3 separate regions of the Oryctolagus cuniculus genome follow, and all the other regions are linked to region 3. A link is a contact called in public Micro-C data. All regions are on one chromosome and are shown on one strand. The core of a region is the stretch at or near the end of the contact, and the rest is flanking DNA. Distances in the headings are between cores, read along the strand shown.

Region 1 (2,793 bases), core at 17-2,516, 690 kb before region 3:
GCAGGTGTGGGACGGAATCTGAGAGCGGGTCCCTGTGCTCCCATATGGGTGCCAGTTTGAGACCCGGCAGCTGCACTTCATATCCAGCTCTCTGCTGTGGCCTGGGAAAGCAGTGGAAGATGGCCCAAGTCCTTGGACCCCTGCACCTGTGTGGGAGACCCGGAAGAAGCTCCTGGCTTCAGATTGGCACCGTTACGGCCAATTGGGGAGTGAAACAGCGGATGGAATACCCCTCTCTCTTTCTCTCTGCCTCTCCTTCTCTATGTAACTCTTTCAAGTAAAATAAATAAATCTATTTTAAAAATTAAGCAGTAAACATTTGCTAATAATGTCTTGAACTCACTGGGTATGTTTTTTTAAGTTTCTATTTGGCTTCGTAACTTACTGTGATAATACTTCGGGCAGGGGGGGGACGTGGAAACTTCCACACCAATTAAATCCGTCACATGTGGAAGAGCGCCTCCCAATAGCACGTGTCCCCTGTCACACTGATCCCCAAGGGCCTGCCCGGGCCCAGCTCTGGCTGCCACATTTCACCACGATTTCAGATGTGTCAGAACATCAAAGGGAGTCATCGCCACGAACAGGCTGGGAGAACAGAGCGCGCGCCTCCGAGTGCACAGGGTCCTCTCCCAGTTCCTGCTGTCTCGGGAAACGTGGGGAACGTCAGCCAGCATCCGCAGACACAGGCAGTAGCAGGTTCTACAGAAACGTGCCTGTGGAGTCCCTCAAAGGAAGATTTGCTTTTCTCCCCAAAGAGCAGGGACTGGTCACCAGATGCGGGGCCCATATGGCACACGGACACGAGTGCCCCGGGACAGGACAGTAAGACTGGGGCTCCAGGCCTCCGCCAGCAGGCGCAGCCACTCTAAGATGACAGACAAATGCTTGCTTCCACCCACTCTCAGAACGACGTATCTATAAAGCACGTTATTTTTCAACCAAGAAATACGGCCTGGCCAATGATGCTCTCCAGCTCTCCTGGCTTTTCTTGTTGGAAATGCATCCATATGAAGTCTATTTCGTGGCCTGAATTCTGTCCTCTTCATATACAAATCACAGAGAAGTGCAAAGAATGCAAACGGAATCAGGAACAGATAGAGTTAAGCTGTGCCTGCTGAACTGTGAGGAGCCGAGACGGCCCGGGTGGTCACCAGGCCCCCAGAGTCTGCTTCTGGGTTCTCTCTCCAGCGTCATCTCCCCCCAACCCAAGTGTCAGCGCTTTCTGCACACACGAATGCCTGTTCTCGCATCCCGCCACACAGACCCAGTGCAGTAGGCAGCTTCCAGCACCCTGCGTGTTCCTCCGCCCTTCAACCCACAGCTTACGTGTCAGCAACTCGCAGAAAAGTGGCCTGGCTTGCCTCGCCAAGACCACATCTTTCTAATGCCGTTTAAAATGAGCCAGTGCGAGTAAACCCCCAACGTGCTCCCATTCGAACGGGGAAGGGTAAAGGTGACACTTGCAGGCGGCTATGTTTCTGCCACGCGGTTAACTGCGTGCAAATCTCACTCAGGGGTCGGCACATAACACATAAAAGGCTCTTGCAGATGTACAGTAAAGAATACATCTGCGTGATACACGCCGCAGAAACACGAGGTAAACCACTCAGTCCAACTGGGGTTGGCTCCAAAGGCGGTCACCGGCCTTCAGCTACTCCTCCCTTTGGAAGTGGAGTCCAGCTCCTTCCCCCGACGCTGGGCGGGTCAATACAAGTTCCAGGCTTCCAAGGGGAAGCTATGAGCCGTCCTGCGGCTCCTGTCCGCTCCCCCAGAACAACCTTCCTGGGGAGCCTGGCCTCCGTGGGAGAAGCCTGCTGGCCCGAGACGGCCCTGCTGCAGAGGCAGAGGCAGCTCCCGCTGGCGCGGCTCAGCCCTTCCCTCTCACGATTCCCTGTTCTGAATCCTCCCCTGCCCAGCTGAGTGCCACCAAGTAACCTCAGGAGACGCCACGTGGAGCCGGAGACACGCCCCGCTGGGCCCTGCTGAGCCTCTGCCACATGAAATTGTGAGCTATATTTAAAAGGCTGCTCTAAGCCACTAAGCTTTGGATCAACTTGCTAACCAAGCTCACTGAAGAATCCGCTACTCCCAGAGACTACGACAACCACTTTCATGAATTTTCCTGTCCTTCTAATTTCTTTTAACATCTAACCTCCCTCTACTGTCCTCACCTTTTCAAACTACTTAACAGAGCTGGACTCACAGTAAAGATGCAGTTTTGTTTCTCAAATCTGTATGAGAAAATTCTTCTATTCTTCCGTGATTCACCTTTCCCCCGCCTCATCTGAGTTATTCTTCAGAGACTTGAAGTTTAATGACAACACAATACATTCCATCAGTCTCCTACCGCGCAACATCTAGATGGCTAAGCTAGTAGTAGCATAAGTAAGACTGCAATGCATGTTTTCTGGTTTGGAAGATAATGTGGGTGTCACCTACACGCCCATGTGCTAAAGTCTCGATGCCCGGAGTCTTAGGGAACAAGGACAGAGCTTAATCCAACCGAGGAATCTGCAGATGGGGCTGTGAGAGCGGCTGCACTGATGAGGCTGGTGGCATCGAAGGGGAGACCACACAGAGGGTGGGTGGAGGGTGTGCGTCCCCAGGCCGTCCCCTGATGAGGCTACGAAGCTCCAAACCGTGAGCTGAAATCCACCTTCTTCCTGCCTACGTAGCTTCTCTCAGGGATTTTAAAGTGGTGAGAAGCTAATCCAAACACCTTTCAACGAAAGTGGTATCGTGTCCCTGATTACGTTCTCAAGAATTGGAACCACCAGAAAGTGCTCATGT
Region 2 (2,881 bases), core at 260-2,759, 570 kb before region 3:
CACTTTTTCAAACAAAGCAGGTATTCAATGATTGCTAAATAAGCAAAGGCACAAAAACCCATTGGTGGATTTGTGCATTCAAAATGGGCTTTTACATAGAAATTCTTGAGCCTGTATTTATTGTGAAAGGCAGAGTGGTGGGGGGCAGAGAAGACAAAGATCTTCCTTCTGGTGGTTTCTTCCCCCAAATGTCTGCAGCAGCCAAGGTTGAGTAAGGCAGAAGCCAAAAACCAGAGGCCAGGAACTCTGCCTGTGTCTCCCTTGTGGGTGGCAGGAACTATCACCCACTTCCTTCCAGGTACACTATCATGATGCTGGATGGAAGCAGAGTGGTCAGCGCTTGAACTTAGCCTCTAACATGGGACTGGGCACTCCCAGCAGCTCCTTAACCCACCGTGCTGCATGGCCACCATTAAAGTGATTTCTTTCTTTCTTTCTTTCTTTCTTTTTTTTTTTTTTTAGCAAGTGAACATCCCATTTCAAACCTTTACAACTAAAAGGGACCTTGGGGATTACCTAATTCAGCTTCTCATTTTTTACTTGAGAAAAACTAAAGTGCAGAAAGGTTGATTTCTCAAACTCACACGATGAGGTGGCATAAACAAGTGGGAAGATGAAATGAAACACCATCGAGACCTAGAACTCCAGTTCTAACCCGCACTGGGGCATCTTTCCCTTGGGAGATGTGTTCTTGAAAGCAGCCTGGAAACTTAGCATTAGCGGTTAAAACAGCACTGCACAGAGTTTACAGTCTTGGAGAAACACTCGGGCACATCTGCAGGAAGTCCCAAGGATCTTCACCGTAAGGTTCTGTTCACTTCTGGGTGACAGACAAAAGGGGAAGATCAGCTGGTGAACGTCACATTCACTGTGTGATAGTCACGCTTTGGGACTGCACGCAGCATTGCTAAGCGGGCAGTTTGATCTCCAAGGCGCCATTGGGTTAATCAAACAAGAAAAACCCGGAAGCAGGATGACACATGAGCCCTGGGCCCTCGAAGGCTCATTTCCCTTAAGTTCTCCTTTGAAAACCATGCAACACAGGTAAAGCAAATGTGTGGAAAATTTCAGAAGGGTGCTCACAGCAGGTCCCAGTGCCCACTTCCAAAGACGGTGGTGCAGCAGGTTCTCTCATGTGCACGTTGTTACTGTTTTTTTAAACAAGAAGAATGCATCATTCATGGATCACTTTTGCTTTTGATGGCTATTAAAATTAACTTCTCAAGACTATTAATCGTTAATTTCTGGAGGACGGATTATGATTTCTTTTGCAGAAGAGGACCGACAGGTAACTGCGCATTAAGTTTGATAAACAAAAACCTTTAAGATAAATCAAAGCTTTAGACAAAGCATCACAGACAGGAGAGAACAGGAAGTCTTCCTAGACGAAGGCAGGGCGGGGGAGGGGAGCCGCGCCGGCGCAGTGCGCCCGCCCGCCCGGAAGCCACGCCGGAAGACCGAGCGCGACGCCGTGGGGGAGGGCGGGGCCACGCGCAGCGCGCAGGCGCAGTCAGGCGGGGGGGGGGCCGCGGCCGCGGAAGCGTAGCCATCTAGAGACGCCGCGCCGCTTGGACGCTGCTGCGCGTGCGCAGGCGGCCGGTGTTGAAGTCCTCGCCTTTGCCGCCTCGGCCGCTGCGGCCGTCTGTCCGGGATTGGCGTCTCGTGTTTCCTTGGCTCGCCCGCTGGCGGGTTCGCGCCCTTCTCGCGCCCCCGGGGCAGCGAGGCTGGGGCAGGGGTTGGCTGGGGGCTGTTGATTGGCGCCTTGAAGGGGCGGCCGGGCGGCCATGTCGGCCGGCGAGGTGGACCGCCTTGTGTCGGAACTGAGCGGCGGGACCGGAGGGGATGAGGAGGAGGAGTGGCTGTATGGCGGTACGGAACTTCCTGTCCCTTGTCCCTCGGCGGGGGTCCCTGGGGGCGGCCCGCCCGGCCCCGCGCGCCGGCCCCGCGGCCTGAGGGCCGCTCCGAGGCCGAGCGCGGCGGGCCTGGCGGCACCGGGCCCCGCGTCGCGCCGGCGGCCTGGCTGCGGGCCGCTGCGGCGTCCCAGGTGGGCCCTGCCGCCCCTCGGACACAGCCGTTGAGAAGTCTGGCTGAGTGAAGGCGATGCGGAGACACTGCCGTCTAACGTGGGCGCGATGCACCTGCCAGCGCGCCTCCCGGGCAGGGTCGTGCTTTTACAGTAGTCGACTCGGGGACCCAGGTTATGGCCCAGAAAGAAACCCCTGATGTCGCCCGTGCCAGGTGACGTTGTGGTTTTTTTCTAGGGACCCATTAACTCGCGTTGTAGAAGCACCGCGTGGCCCTTTTTGGCCTGCCTTTCTCAGCGTTAATCTATTTTTCTCTAGTGCTTCTTGTGCTTGCTTCTTGCAAGGTGACTTGACATCGGGATTTTTTAACTTAAGTGGAGCCGCAGGGCCCCTTTCTGTTCCACGAGGTTTGCAAGTTCGTGGTGTTTGCTTTCCTAAAACGTGAATTCTTGATGGTTTCCAGCGTCACATAGTAAAGGTGTCCGTTGGGCACCAAGCAGCCCCTCAGTGACGTAACTGGAATAAACGTCTTAAAAAAAATTCCTCCTCTGTCAAGGTGCGGCACTGTGAAGTTCTTTGCAACGTGAATGGGTAACTTTGTATCCGTGAGGTCTGAGGTCCCGTATAGGTGTGTCTTGTTGGGGGATTGTAAGGTGATCTAACTCTGCTGTGTTTGTAGGCCCGTGGGACGTGCACGTGCACAGTGACTTGGCAAAGGACCTAGGTTAGTGCTTGTGACCACTTCAGATTTGCATGAGACTGATTTCTGTAAGAGTGGGATCTTCACTTACTCGCTTATTTATTCTGTTTGGTAGATGAAAATGAAGTTGAAAGGCCAGAAGAAGAGAATACCAGGT
Region 3 (2,866 bases), core at 327-2,826:
CCTGGGGGTATCACGGGCGATCACGGAGTACAGGTGTGGCTATGACCATAGCTTGGACAACCTTATTGCCGAAATACTGTGCTTGCACCATGACTCCTAAAACACAAGTCCATCAGGTGTGCCTGGCTCCAGTGCACAGTGTAGGTAGCTCTCTAACCTCAACCACCTCTCATTGTGTGGGTTCAGACAGCAGCTGACTATTTGGAGACGGATTCTCAGGGTCTTCTCTGCCGACGGATTCTCTCCAGGATTTTCTTCTTTGTTTTGTATTTATTTACTTGAAAGGTAGTTACAAAGAGGCAGAGAGAGAGAGAGAGAGAGAGAGAGAGAGAGAGAAATAGAGATCTTACAGCTGCTGGTTCACTCCCCAAATGGTTGCAACAGCTGGGGCTGGATCAGACCAAAGCCAGGATCCCGGAACTCCATCCAGGTCTCCTATGTAGGTGGCAGGGGCCCAAATACTTGGGCCATCTTCTGCTGCCTTCCCAGGCGCGTTAGCAGGGCGCTGGATGGGAAGTGGAGCAGCTGGGACTAGAACCAGCACCCATATGGGTGCCAGCATTGTAGGTGGTGGCTTAACCCAGTGTGCCCCAACACCTGCCCTAGTGGCTTTTTCAAATGCTTCAAGCTAGAAGTATTTTGTTTCCTGATTGTGTTGTTCTTGGTTGTTCCTCAACATAGCACCAGCCCCTGTCCACACCAGGGACCCCATCTCCTGCCAGCGCAGTGCCTGCTGCTTCCCTCACTCCAGCCCACTCCCTCCTCTCTCTGATCACAGCACAAGGCCCCCTGCCTCCCAGAAGTCCCCTCTGCCCAGCCGCTCGCTCGCTCGCCTCCCGCTGACCTCAGGGGCTTGCTCACCTCCACAGGCTGCTCCCCAGCGTCACCCTCCTAGGCTCCCCAGGATGCGGCCTCCCCTGCAGGAAGCCTCCAGGGGCCTCCGATTGGTGCCCGCTCTCCTGTGCGCTGTGACATCACCGCGCACCTCCAGCCTCGCTGGAGCCCAGCACTGCCACTTGGCGTTCACTGACCGCTCACCCAGGCTTCGCCGCTGCAGAGCCCTGGGCAGCCGGCGCTCAGTGAGTCCTTCCGGCGTGAAATCCCAGTGCTCTGGGATGGTGATCGGGAGCCTGCCTCGCTGGCTTGCGATGTTCTCTGAGGACCTCCGTGGAGTGGGCCCGGGCCCACCTGACTGCGCGCGGCAGCGCCCCTCCGCCCAGTTCTTCCTTTCCCTCCACCGCGGGGCTCCGAGAGCACAAGGCCCCCTCTCCAGAGGCAGGCTGACCTCACCGGAGCCAGCCCTCCTCCCTCCCCAGCCACAGCTGCGTGCTGCAGAACGGGACGGCTGAGGCCCCTAATAAACTGCAGACCTCCCCATCGCCCTGCCCCCGCCTCCCGCACGCCGGCTTTCAAATTAAAAGCAACACAAACCCCAGGCCTAAGAAGGCGCTGGGAGGAAGGGGGACCATCGCATCTCTAAATCCAGGAAGCTGGGGTCCCCAAGAGCCCGCTCCGAGGGGCTCGCAGCCCGCCCCAGCCGCGCTGGACCACCGCGCAAGCTCGGGGCCTTGCACCCAGGGCAGCCTGCGGCGGCGTGAGGACCCCTGACACAGCCGCCCCTGGAAGGAGGGCCCCCAAGGAGCCCAAGGCAGACGCTGCACCCTCGGGCCTGGCTACCGCGGCAACTGGAGGTGAGCGACGCGCGCGCCCGAGACGGGGTGAACGCCCTCCAGGTCGCCCACGCCCCACTTGCGGGCCAAGCCTCGGGGCCCTGTGAACCCCGAACCCATGGACCCCTCTGCGGGGGCGGGCCCGAGCATAGGGGCTGGGGGCTCCGGAAGCTGCAGCCGGGAGGGCCAGGGGTGGGAGTGGGGCGGTCAGCGCCGCGCTCTCCCGCGAACCACCAAACGGCCCTTGCTTTTCAAATCCGGAGCCGAGACCTCCCCCATCCCGCCCCGCCCCCCATCCCCCCGCGCCGGCGTCCCTGGGGGTGGGGAAAGACAACTTCACAGGTTTGCTTCAATGCGGTTTTCCCCACTAACGGCCTGGCTTCAGAAGTCTCAGAGAGCAACGGGACATCGCGAATTCCAGGAGAAAAGACGGGATCGGGGTGGGGGTGGGGAGCAGATGCCCAGGCCCCCTCCGCGGGCCACGCCCCCGAGGCCCAGGCCCGGCCCGCGGGCGCTCCCCGCGGTCCTGGGCGCCGAGGGCTAGAGACCCGCGGGCAGCGCAGGGCGGGGCCGGGCCGGGCCGGAGTTGTTTTTTTGTTTACAAGGCCCAAGGCGGTCCGCTGCAAGAGGTTGGCGGGGCCCGCACTGCAGGCCGGGCTCCTCCACGGGGCCTCGCGTTAACCTTGCGTCCAGCCCGCCCGGACACGCCAGGCCAAGGCCAACGCCCGCGGCCCCACGCAGGCCCCTGCTCTGCTTTGGCGCGGGCAGCCTCATTCTTAACTCTTCCATGGACGCTCCAGAAAAGCGCCCAGGAGGTCGAAAGTCGCGATCCCCGCACGGGTGGGCGCAGGCGTGAACCCCCGCCCTGTCCCCCGTGGCTCGCCTCGGCCACAGCCCTGGTCAGGGAGACAAGACCCCGCAGCCCGCCCCGGCCAGGCCACACTTCCCGCCGGCTGCAGCCCGGAGACCACCCAGGGCCCTGGGCGTCGAGGGAGCCACGTGGAAGGAGCGTAGGGCGACCCCGGCCGCGCCGGAGCCGGGGCAGGGCGGATGGCGCGGTGCGGACCGGGCTGCGAGCGTGGGCGGGGCGCGCTGGCCTCGCCCCTCCACCCCCCACCCCCGCCGCCTGGCTGCGGGGACCTCCCGCCCGCCGCGGCGCCCGGCCACCGGGTTTATTTTGCTTTCCAGGGGGCGGC

What was found. Hi-C and Micro-C count contacts between places; a contact is called where the count stands out from the background.
Region 1: a Micro-C map of ear pinna shows a contact between it and region 3, with 5 times the contacts expected there. The contact joins the enhancer-like site here to the promoter of PDGFRA in region 3. A contact is called at or near these places in 3 of 6 Hi-C or Micro-C datasets (ear pinna, psoas muscle and an unstated tissue).
Region 2: a contact with region 3 is called in a Micro-C map of ear pinna, with 5 times the contacts expected there. The contact joins the promoter of FIP1L1 here to the promoter of PDGFRA in region 3. A contact is called at or near these places in 2 of 6 Hi-C or Micro-C datasets (ear pinna and psoas muscle).

Annotation. Positions count from the first base shown.
Region 1 is chr8:110,623,979-110,626,771 of mOryCun1.1, reverse strand. The region is part of intron 4 of SCFD2 (sec1 family domain containing 2); the gene reads right to left. Among named protein-coding and RNA genes, the nearest start is that of SCFD2, 110 kb to the right of the region's middle. Within about 2 kb of position 1,266, at least 1 of the 8 cell types and tissues checked has an H3K27ac peak or open chromatin away from gene starts, as enhancers often do. A contact at or near this core is called in ear pinna, where this site is marked.
Region 2 is chr8:110,503,029-110,505,909 of mOryCun1.1, reverse strand. It overlaps FIP1L1 (factor interacting with PAPOLA and CPSF1), which reads left to right and starts at 1,509. Exons shown (of 18, transcript XM_070048122.1): 1 at 1,509-1,869; 2 at 2,704-2,748; 3 at 2,840-2,879. The coding sequence starts at 1,785.
Region 3 is chr8:109,933,864-109,936,729 of mOryCun1.1, reverse strand. PDGFRA (platelet derived growth factor receptor alpha) reads left to right here and starts at 1,576. Exons shown (of 23, transcript XM_070048112.1): 1 at 1,576-1,691.